Regions from separate parts of the Cricetulus griseus genome. Here region 2 is linked to region 1. The links are chromatin contacts, called in public Hi-C maps. All regions are on one chromosome and are shown on one strand. Each heading gives the region's core, a stretch centred on a gene start, on an enhancer-like site or on the middle of the called end of the contact. The rest is flanking DNA. Distances are from core to core; before and after follow the strand shown. Region 1 holds the start of Cdipt (CDP-diacylglycerol--inositol 3-phosphatidyltransferase). Region 2 holds the start of CUNH16orf92.

What was found. A called contact is a pair of places that touch in the nucleus more often than the background predicts.
Region 2: a contact with region 1 is called in a Hi-C map of fibroblasts, with 2.5 times the contacts expected there. The contact joins the promoter of CUNH16orf92 here to the promoter of Cdipt in region 1. A contact is called at or near these places in 3 of 8 Hi-C or Micro-C datasets (the CHL-YN cell line, the CHO-K1 cell line and fibroblasts).

What each region holds. Positions count from the first base shown.
Region 1 is chr3:73,774,430-73,780,872 of CriGri-PICRH-1.0, reverse strand. It overlaps Cdipt (CDP-diacylglycerol--inositol 3-phosphatidyltransferase), which reads left to right and starts at 3,918. Exons shown (of 6, transcript XM_027404593.2): 1 at 3,918-4,318; 2 at 4,414-4,548; 3 at 6,037-6,190. The coding sequence starts at 4,276. LOC100754044 (putative protein T-ENOL) reads right to left here and starts at 3,844. Exons shown (of 6, transcript XM_035442205.1): 1 at 3,716-3,844; 2 at 2,821-2,905; 3 at 2,432-2,582; 4 at 1,774-1,831; 5 at 521-604; 6 at 1-276. The coding sequence starts at 2,901. The coding sequence ends at 255.
Region 2 is chr3:73,907,863-73,912,078 of CriGri-PICRH-1.0, reverse strand. CUNH16orf92 reads right to left here and starts at 2,951. Exons shown (of 4, transcript XM_027404721.2): 1 at 2,882-2,951; 2 at 2,189-2,347; 3 at 2,031-2,118; 4 at 1,920-1,941. The coding sequence starts at 2,951. The coding sequence ends at 1,920. It overlaps Tlcd3b (ceramide synthase), which reads left to right. Exons shown (of 5, transcript XM_027404623.2): 4 at 7-102; 5 at 637-1,608. The coding sequence ends at 924.

The sequences.
Region 1 (6,443 bases), core at 2,669-5,168:
GGGAAGGGAGGATCCCTGGCTCTTTATTAAACGCTTTATCATGAGTAGTGTAATTGTCCAAGGAAGGTAGAGAAGTCCTGCAACTGGTCCAAAGACTTGTTGGTTTCAAAGGTAGCATCGCTGATGACCAGGAGTTCCTCCCAAGATGAGGTGGTTAGCAAGTTGCAAGAGAGGGGCTTTGAGGCTTTCACTGAGGAGCAAAGTGGGGAGGGCAAGAGGCCGAGAGAGCAGCAATAGGGATCATCCTCCAGTTGTCAGGCTGTTGGGGAGGGCTCCCTGGAAGACAGAGCCAACTGCTGATTCTTTTCTCTTAAGGAGTCTGGTTTATCCTTCCTTCACCCCGCCATCCAAGCCATGCACCACCCCTGAATAGAGCCACCATGCTCAACTTCTCTCATAACCCCTCTCTCCAAGGACACATTCACCTACATCCTCATTCCATGTGTTCACTTACAAGTCTATCCATCATCCCTTCCCCATCCTTCCGCTCCATCCACATGCTCACCCATTCATTACTCACCTATCTTCCCACCACTCATCTTTCATCTCCCACTTCTGGAGAGCAGGGGCTTTATTTTGCTCGGTGCTGCACTCCAGGACAGTGCTGCTGGCCATACAGCAAGTGCTCAGTACATGCTCAGTCAACATATCCATTCATCCATTTACCCATGTGCCTCCTATGTCTTCAACTCATTCATCCACTCCCCATCTAACATTTGTCTGCTTTGTGTGTGTGTGTGTGTGTGTGTGTGTGTGTGTGTGTGTGTGTGTGTGTTCTGCCTGCATGTATGCCTGTACGCCAGAAGAGGGCACCAGATTTCATTACAGATGGTTGTGAGCCACCGCGGTTGCTAGGAATTGAACTCAGGACCTCTGGGAGAGCAGCCAGTGCTGTTAACCTCTGAGCCATCTCTCCAGCCCTTAATTTAAAAATTTATTTATTATTTATCTAGTTATTTTTTTGGGGACAGGGTCTATGTGGCCCTGGCTGACCTTGAACTCACTATGTAGACCAAGTTGTCCTTGAACTCACAGGACTTACCCACTCTGCCTCCAGAGTGCTGAGACTAAAGGTGTGAGCCACCAAGCCTGGCAGGCCCTAGATCATACAAGCTGCTGCTCACAACCTCACTAAGATACCTCCTTGTGCCTTGGGTTATACAATCTTACTGCTTAGACTACTTATATCAGAGCTGTTTTCCTAGAAAATTCTCTTTTTTTTTTTCCTTTTTAGACCAGGCTGGCCTCAAACTAATTGAGATCAACCTGCCTCTGCCTCCCCAGTGCTGGGATTAAAGGCGTGAGTCACCACAGCCTGATGAAAGTTCTTTCTTTGAGTGTTACCTTCTTCAGGAAGTTCCATGATACCTTTCCTTCCTCGCCCAGTTGAAGATGAGGCAAAAACAGTCTTACTGTTTTCTCTTCTTAGGTAGCACCCTTCCATATCATGCTGTCATTGCCGTTAACTTGACCTGGCCTAATTCTAAACTGAATTTTGCTGAGAATGGCAAATTAAATGGCACACCTTTAATCCTAGCACTGAGGAGGCAGAGGCAGGCAGATCATTTTGAGTTCAAGGTCAGCCTGGTCTACATAGCAAATGTCAGGTCAAGTAAGCTACATAGTGAGACCCTATCACAAACCAACAAACCTCTGAATTCTTCAAGGGCTGAGTCTATATTATAGTGCATTCTGTGTGTCCCAAACTTCTAACATGGGGAGGGGCACATAGTGGAAACTGGAAATGTTGAAACTGAATGACCTTATACAAACCTTTTCACGAGGAGATGGTAGAAGGTGTGCCTTGCTGCGGGTTCGATTTCTGTCAGAGCTGGAGATGGCAGAAGAAGAAAGAAAGCTGAGCATGGTAATCTGCAGGATCAAAACTCCCTGTACTTAGCTGAGTGTTGGTGGCGCACACCTTTAATCTCAGCGCTCGGGAGGCAGGGGCAGGCGGATCTCTGTGAGTTCGAGACCAGCCTGGTCTACAAGAGCTAGTTCCATGGCAGCCTCCAAAGCCACAGAGAAACCCTGTCTCCAAAAAAAACCAAAAACAAAAACAAAAACAAAAAAACAAATTCCCCGTACCCTGCTGGGATGTTATAAACCCTTGCTCTCATCCACAAGCTCCTCACCCTTCTCCCAGGGCAGAGCCTCATTTACCGTGTATCTGTGCCGCGGGATTTGTTGAAGAACACTGGAAATAGAGGCTCCAGTTAGAGAAGGGACTTTCCCCATGGTTAGAAAGAGCTGTGGCTAGAGTGAATGGGGGCAAGGGACTCCTGGCTAGCAACAATGAGTGGGTTACAGGGTAGGGAGCACTGTGCCTAGGACTGGCACTGAGGAGGAAAAATGGGCAGATTCCTGGGGAGGTCAGCTATGGCTAGAAAGGAGTCAGGAACTGGTCCCTAGATGAAGAGGGAAAATTCACCATGTCTAGATATCTGAGTCCCTTGGTCTTTTGTCTGCTTTTCCTTGATGGGCACAGAGTTCATGTAGGATCGAGCAATAAACAGTGCTTCATCAGTAAGTTCTGCGCTGATCTGGCTCAGGAATTCTTCAGAACGGGATAATGAGACTTTCTGGAAAGGAAGTTAGAACTCAGTCTGCAAATTCCCACCCGTCTGTTGTCTTCCAGGCTGCAGGCTCTACGTCTGAGGAATCTGGTATTAGAAGGTTGAGCTGTGTGATATGACTGAAAGGCCCTTGACCCAGAACGCAGTCTGTGAGACTTCAGGACTAAGGATAAAGGCGCGTGGCTTACAGCCAGACTGCCTGCCTTGCTTCCCTTCCCTCTTTCACATTCCCGCTGTTGTTCACCTGCCCTCCACCTAAGGAGGCTGGAGTTTGAGGTGGCCAGCTGTCTTTTGTATCCCCATTCCTGGCAGATGTGGATGCCATCCCCCTGGAACACAAAGTTTGGGTTAAGACGGAGAAACTTCCCCACCACCCCCCCACCCCACCCCCCACAGATACCCCATCTCTCTGGGCCCAGATTTAGTCCATGCCTATAGCTCAAACACCCCACTGTCTCAGCCCTGTCCTTGAAAAAGTTTGGTGTTTTGCCTATAACTTTGAGGGGAAGGGCTCTCAGAGTAACTTCCTCCCCCATTCCCTCCAAAGCCCTTTTTTCTTCTTCTCTGCCAAGGCTCTTCCTAAGGCAAGGCAGCCAACATGCAGCCCCCGACCTGGCTGATGGGTTGATGGGCTACTCGGCGGGAGGGGAGATGGAGAGGTTTAAGAGGACCCTATGATGGGCCTCAGGGGATAGGGAGTTGGGATTGGGGCGGAAGGTTGGAAAGAGGGAGAGCCAGGGAAGAGCTGCTCTGGGTTGCTATAAAGACCTAAATGTTTGCGGAGGTTCTATAGTTCCGTTGCTAGGATACTGAAGGTTCTAGAACTAAAGACATTTTCCTAGCGTGCCACGGCTACTCTCCAGGTTCCTCCTTGGAGGTGGTGACCCCAGCGTTATTTCGAGGCATTTGGGAGATGACGTAGGGTGGAACCTGGGCTCTAATCCTCCCACCACCAGGGCGGCGCTAGAAGCAAGAGTCAGGCGCGCCCCGAGCCTCTCTAGCCATCTCTTTCCCGCCTGGGTCCGGGAGAGCGATCGCGGCCGCAGACGTAGCGGGCGGGGAAGCGATGTGGGTTGTACTAAGTCACCCGGTTTCTCGGGGAGGCTCAAATTCGGGACGCCGGAATCTCACCGCCTTACCTTTGCCTCCAGGAGTTTACTCCCTCTGTAAAATAAAAAATGAGGACTCTCTTTCAGGTCTCTTCTGCTTTTCCCTTTCCAGTTCCTTCCTCTGCGGATGGCTCTCAGCTCCCTCCCTCCCTCGGTGCGTTGGTACGAGCCGAACCAAGGGGCGCCGGCAGGAAAAGGAAGCAGGCAGACCTTAAAGGGGCCTCAGCTACTATTTATTTAATTTATTTATTTATATTTAAAACACCGCTCTCTCCTTCCTCCGATGCTGTTAACGTCCCCGACAGAAGAGTAAGCCTAGGGGAGCCGGGCGCAGCCAGCAGCGGAGCCAGCTGCTGGAGACGACAGCTCCTGCCCATCGGAAGGCCAGGGGTGCGTGAGCTGCGCCCAGGGGCGTCCTGCGCCCTGGCGCCCTGCGGGCTCTAATAACTGGGGTTGCGCGGGGGAACTGGGCCCCGGGCTCAGGTGGAGCGGCTGATGTTCCGCGCTGAAAGGTGAGGCCGCGCTGGTGAGACTGGGACAAGTCCTTGCACCTCCAGAGCTGGGCCAGGGCGACAAGGGGAACCGCCAGGATGCCAGAGGAAAATATCTTCCTCTTCGTGCCTAACCTTATCGGTGAGTGCTGTCTGTGGCCCCTACCCTAGCGGAGGGCGAGGGACCGTGAGCTGGCTTCCAGATCACAACCTGTCCCTTTCCCTTCCTGTCCCAAGGTTATGCCCGGATTGTCTTCGCCATCATTTCCTTCTACTTCATGCCCTGCTGCCCCTTCACGGCCTCCTCCTTCTATCTACTCAGTGGACTTCTAGACGCCTTCGATGGACACGCAGCTCGAGCCCTTAATCAAGGTGACAGAACTCTACCACCACCACTTGGGGAACCAACATTCCCCTGCCCTTTTCTTGCTTTCCCAGAACCTCAGAGGTAGATGGCTCATTCCCATCTCTGTAAGAAAACAAAACAGGGGTTTTTGCGATGATTTAAGCCTGGGATTTAAGCTTGCTCTTTAGTACCGACTGTTCACGCCTTATGAAGGGTGTGACTTAACAGTATGACCTAAAGTGGACATAGCCTTGTGAATGGAAGAGGTCTCTCTGGATAAATTCCCTTCGGGTCGGGCATGGTGGCTCTTGCCTGTAATTCCAGCACTGGAAAGGCAGACAGAAAGATTGCTCCAAGTCAAAAGTCCTCTTAGGCTGCATATTGAGTACAAGGTGAGCCAGGGCTACACAGCAAAATCCTGCAAAAATAAAAGTCATTGGGGCTGGAGAGATGGCTCAGAGGATAAATTTAGAAAACTTAACTGCTTGGCTGGGTGGTGGTGGCGGAGCAGGCCTTTAATCCCCAGCTCTCAGTAGGCAGAGGCCTTGTGAGTTCAAGGCCAGCCTGGTCTACAGAGTGAGTTCCAGTTCTGGCTGTTAACACAGAAAACCCTGTCTCAAACAAACAAAAGAAATGTTTACTGCTCTGTTTTTGTTTTTGTTTTGTTGTTGTTGTTTTTTCAGAGACAGAGTTTCTCTGTGACTTTGGAGGCTGTCCTGGAATTAGCTCTTGTAGACCAGGCAGGTCTTGAACTCACAGAGATCCACCTGCCTCTGCCTCCAGAGTGCTGGGATTAAAGGCGTGCGCCACCAACGCCCAGCTGTTTACTGCTCTTGTACAGGACCTAGGTTTGGTTCCCAGTTCCCACATGGTGGCTTACAAACCACCTATAACTCCAATTCCAGGGGATCCAGTGTTGTCTTCTGGCCTCTGTGGGCACCAGGCACACATGGGATGCACGTACATATGCGTAGACAAACACTCATACCATAAAATAAAAGATAAATAAGCTTTAAAAAAATATAAGTAAATAAAGTAAAATTCCATTCAACAGGTGTTTACTAGGGGGCTACTATGTGCTAGTCACAGACAGTAGGGACTCCAGAAGGGGTTTGAGCAGGGTGGGGGGAAGCAGGTGGTGTTTGGAGCTTTGACTAATGAGTTCTCCAGATCCATCTCTTACACTGCCCCTTAGACTTGGGATCTGCTTGCTTTTCTTTGGGGCCTTGGTTCTGGATTAGAGGAGTTGAAGATAGAGCTTCTCTATTTCTCCAGCAGCTCTCCTGCCACAGCCCCATGCCTTCTCACTTCCTGTCCTCATAATCCCCATCCAACTGGCTTCACCATCTATGACAGCAGCCTGCTTTCCTCCTCAAGTGTAGATGGAAGAAGACATTTTCACACTCCTTTCCTACTCGGCCCCGAGTGGTAGGCCAGATGTGGGCAACCTGTTATGGATCCGCTGTGCCAAACAGTCCCTCCAACTTAATTTTTTCAACTTAATTATTTTTCAGGAACCCGGTTTGGGGCCATGCTTGACATGCTGACGGACCGTTGTTCCACCATGTGTCTCTTGGTCAACCTGGCCCTTCTGTACCCTCGAGCCACCCTTCTCTTCCAGCTCAGCATGAGCTTGGACGTGGCCAGTCACTGGCTGCATCTGCACAGGTCTGCTGTGAAGCTGGGGGTGCTTGCTGATGGGTGGAAGACATTACAGTGGGAGGGCGACTGGGATGACTTCAGGCTCCCTGAGAGAGGTCTTCCTTTTTCTTTCCCCCTTGAGACAGCAGCCCAAGGCTTGCTTAGAATTTAGTGTGTGCCCAGGTAGGCCTCAAATTCATGACAGTCTTCCCACTTCAGCCCCCTGAGTGCTAGAATGATATGCCAGCATGGCCGTACCCTTAGCTGAGGCCACTTTTTA
Region 2 (4,216 bases), core at 1,702-4,201, 130 kb before region 1:
CCTCAGGTGTGGCGACAGGGCAAGGGAGATTTCTTTCTAGGCTGCATGTTGATGGCCGAGGTCAGCACACCCTTCGTCTGCCTGGGCAAGATCCTCATCCAGGTGAGAATGATCAGAGGGCCTAAAGGCATGTGGGGTGGGCATGTCTGGGGAATTTGGGGAATTCTTAAAGGCCATGCAACCTTTCAGCATAGGGGTATGTGCCTACAACACTGGCACTGGGAAGGCTGAGGCAGGAAGATCATGAATTTGAGACCAGCCTGGGTAATTGTGGGAGTCTATCTCAAAAGACAAGAATAAAGCTGGGCAGTGGTGGTGCATGCCTTTAATCCCCACACTTGGGAGACAGAAGCAGGTGTATCTTTCGCTGTGAGTTCGATGCCAGCCTGGTCTACAACATGAGTTTCAGGACAGTCAGGACTGTTTACACAGAGAAACCTGTCTCAAAAACAAACCAAAGATTGAAAGAAAGAAAGAAAGAAAGAAGGAAGGAAGGAAGGAAGGAAGGAAGGAAGGAAGGAAAAAGCGAACTGAGCAGGTGCAGTGACAGGTGGGGGAGGAGCCATAGGCGGGGCGCAGGGGAGGCGGCTGTGTAGAGAGGCCTCTCCCTCTCCTTCCACGTTGTTCTGTCCACAGTACAAGCAGCAGCACACGTTGTTGCACAAGGTGAACGGCGCCCTGATGCTGCTCAGCTTCCTGTGCTGCCGGGTGCTGCTCTTCCCTTACCTGTACTGGGCCTACGGGCGCCACGCCGGCCTGCCCCTGCTCTCAGTGCCCCTGGCCATCCCGGCCCACGTCAACCTGGGCGCCGCGCTGCTGCTCGCACCCCAGCTCTACTGGTTCTTCCTCATTTGCCGCGGGGCCTGCCGCCTCTTCCGACCCCGAGGTTCCCCACCACCCTCTCCTTGTCAGACTCAGGACTGAGGCTGGGGCCTGGGAACCCCCCTCCCCAGCCCCTGTGGAGACAGAGCTTTGGGGCCAGTGGGTGGGGGGGGTGAGAGCCAGGAGTCCCTTGCCTTGACAGGCCCAAGACAGAAGGACTCAGAACGGGGAGGAGCTAAACACCCTCAGGAGCTGAGGTCGGATGATTGGAAGGCAGGGAGAGAGGGGACCGGGATAAAGAGGCTCTTCCGGCCTCACAAAATGCAAGGAAGAGGGAATGTTAGACAGTGTGCCGAGGTCTGGAGAGCTGGGCTCAGTGGGACCAATGAGTCAAGGGACATGGGGGTGGCCCCGCTGCCAAGGACATCCCAGCTCCGCTGCTGCAAATCCCTCTCTGCTCCCCATCACCTGGGAGAGAGAAGACACCCTAACTCATCCCAAGGGGGCCACCAGGGGGCAGGGGATCCCCACAGAGCCTTCCTGTGGAGACCAACCTGAGGAACCTTATTTATTTATTCGCCTAGCTCTAATTTGTTGGGGTGTGGGGAGGGAGGTAATTGCTCCCCTACAACCTTCCCAGCGCTGAGCAACCCTGGGGGCAGGCAAGGGCACCAGTCCCTTCCGTTAGGCTGCACATTTCGCCCTCGGGCCCTGGCTTGTCCCTGGTGCTACAGACCTCTCACGGCTTCCTCCAATCTGGGGTCACTGACCCTGGGAGGTGCTTTTACAGACCGCTAATAAAGACGATCTTCGTGAACGCCAGCAAGACCCTCGTGTCCAGTTTTGGGGGGCTGGGAAGGGAGGGCGATGACTACATAGAGGGCCAATGAGCTGTGAGGAAGGAAGGAGGCGATGGGGGGGGGGTGGATGGCCACATAGAGGGCCACAGGGCAGCCTGGGAAGAAGGGGAGGTGTGGATGGCCACATGGAGGGCCACTGCTCAGCCAGGAAGGAAGGAGGCACCGCCTTTATTTCTCAGCAGAAGACCTGGTAGGTGTGTGGCACACAGCAGGGTCCAGGGCTCCTGGCCAGCTCGTTTAGGCTCCTTTCTGGAAGCTCCTGAGGAGTGTGGAGATCAAATTGGGAGGGGTCATGGGAGACTTGGGACCTCTGGCAGGGGTAGGGCAGGAAGTGGGGACAGAACTCACACGTGCGTGCAGAACTGGAAAAGGAAGAGGAAGAAAGCCACTGCCAACATGCCCACCAGGATGTGCTGGAAGAGCCCAGGGCCGGAACCTGCCAGACAAGAGCAGATTTTCTCCAGGCCCTGCCAGGAGGGGGACCCCTTGATCAAGCTGATTCATACCTGTCTTAACAAAGGTCACAGGTTTCTCTCCAATAAACTGGGCCACAGCAAAAAGACTATCTTGGTCTGAGTCTGGGTAGTCAAAGAAGTCAGGCCTGTCTATGAAGAGCTGGGTGTCGGCTCCTGGTGTCGAGGCCTTGGTGACATCTCTTCTTGGTGCTAGGAACAAAGCAAAGTCTGTGACTAGAGCCCTGCAGACCCACTGTGCCTACCCCCAGAGGTCAGGCAAACTCAGGGCCCTGCCTGTTCTGTCCCCTGGGCTGGCCGAGCTCCTATCAGAAGCCCACCAAGTCTGAGACAGGGACACCAATGCAAAATCAAAGGGAAAGGTTGGCTGAAGAGCCTTGGCTCAAGGCTCTAATTCTATCACTTGGGAAGCAAAGGCAAAAAAGATTGCTGCAAGTCTGAAGTCTGCTTGGGCTGTATAGTGAGCTCTAGGTCAGCCTGGGTTACAGAGTGAATCTTTGTCTGAAAACAATACAATAAAATGAAAAGGGAGAGAGGGAGCGAGGGAGGAAGAGAGGGAAACAAAGAAAGAGGGAGAGGAGGGGAAAGGACTGGGAAGAGGAGGGGAAGGGAGGGAAGAGGTGGGGAGAAAGGCCTGAGGCTGAGCTGGCCTCCTGGTCACAGCCAAGCTTTCTCCTTGCTCTCAAGCCTCCTTTATTCCTGCATCCCCGAGCCCCAGCTTCCCACCTGTTTCTACAGTCCCCAGTTCAGCCATCCACAGGCACACCCATACGGACACCCACTGCCGCAGCTTCATAACCCCTTCACTGCTAGGAATGCGTGGGATTCTATGATGTCACAGGCCAGAGCCATTCCGGTAGCCTGACTGTGGGGTCCTTCCAGTTCCTGATGCAGAAGGGCCCACTGAACCTCATCCTCAGGGACCACACTGACAACAACAGTAACAGTGGTGGAGGTCTGGGGCTGTGGCTCAGGGAGAGACAGCTTTTGCTCAGCATACACAAGGCCTTGGGTTCAGTCAATTGTCACCAGTGTCCTAGAACTTAGCTAGGACTATGCAACCATGCATTTGTGCAGCAGCTATATTTGGGAGGTAAAGTGGGCTACACAGCTCCAGTTGTCCTTTGGATCAACCACAACTATTATTTATTGAATACTTATTAAAATGCCAAGAAATTTGCACAGAATGCAATTTTGTTAGGCTTATGTAATTTTCAGAAGCCTTAAGAGGGAGGAGCAAACCAATGTGTAGGGGAAGAGATGGGTGGAGGCTTTACACTTTCCAAGGTGTGCATTTTTCTATCTGGGGCTCCCCTAGTGCAGTCAAGGGTCTGCGCTGAGACTTGGTCTTAGTGCTTAGCAGAGATAGAAGCGCACAGAGACGAAACAGCAGTCTTTTCCACCAGGTGGCAGCAGTGTTCGTCAGACCGTGCCATCATCTCTCCCACAGGTCACACCGGGTGCGGCAAGCAGGCTTCTCTCCGGGGACTGGCTGCTGTCGAGAGTGGACTGGACTCCCCCAGCTTATTCCAAAGCTAGTCTCTTGACCATTCAAAGAACCTAGTTTAATCACCTCACTGTAACTCAGTTTCTCCTTTGTGGCATTGGTGGCGTGTGTGCGCACCACCACCACCAAGCCACATACCTCACATCCTCGTCTCTCCCCTCTAGTTCCCACAGTCCTCCTGGTGTCACTTCCTAATTGCGACTTGCACTCCACAGGCCCCGTCTCGAGTTGTAAGAGGTAGCTCGCCTCTGATTGGCAGTTAGGCCTGTCTATCACAAATATATTCCATCCCACCCGGGCCAAGGACATTTCAGGGTCTCCCTTGATTGCGCTATTGCCTGCGCTTGTTATACAGACTCCTAGCTACTCTGTTGCTCCACTAGCTCCTAGGTGGCTCCTCGCTAAAGGGTCCTGTCTTTCCCTCAACAACCCACCTGTTATCCACATAACAGCCTTGCCACTATGCGCTTTGCTTTTCTTTTCTTTTTTCTTTTTCCTTCTTTCTTTTTTTTTTTTTTTTTTTTTTTTTTTTTTTTTTTTTTTTTTTTTTTCGT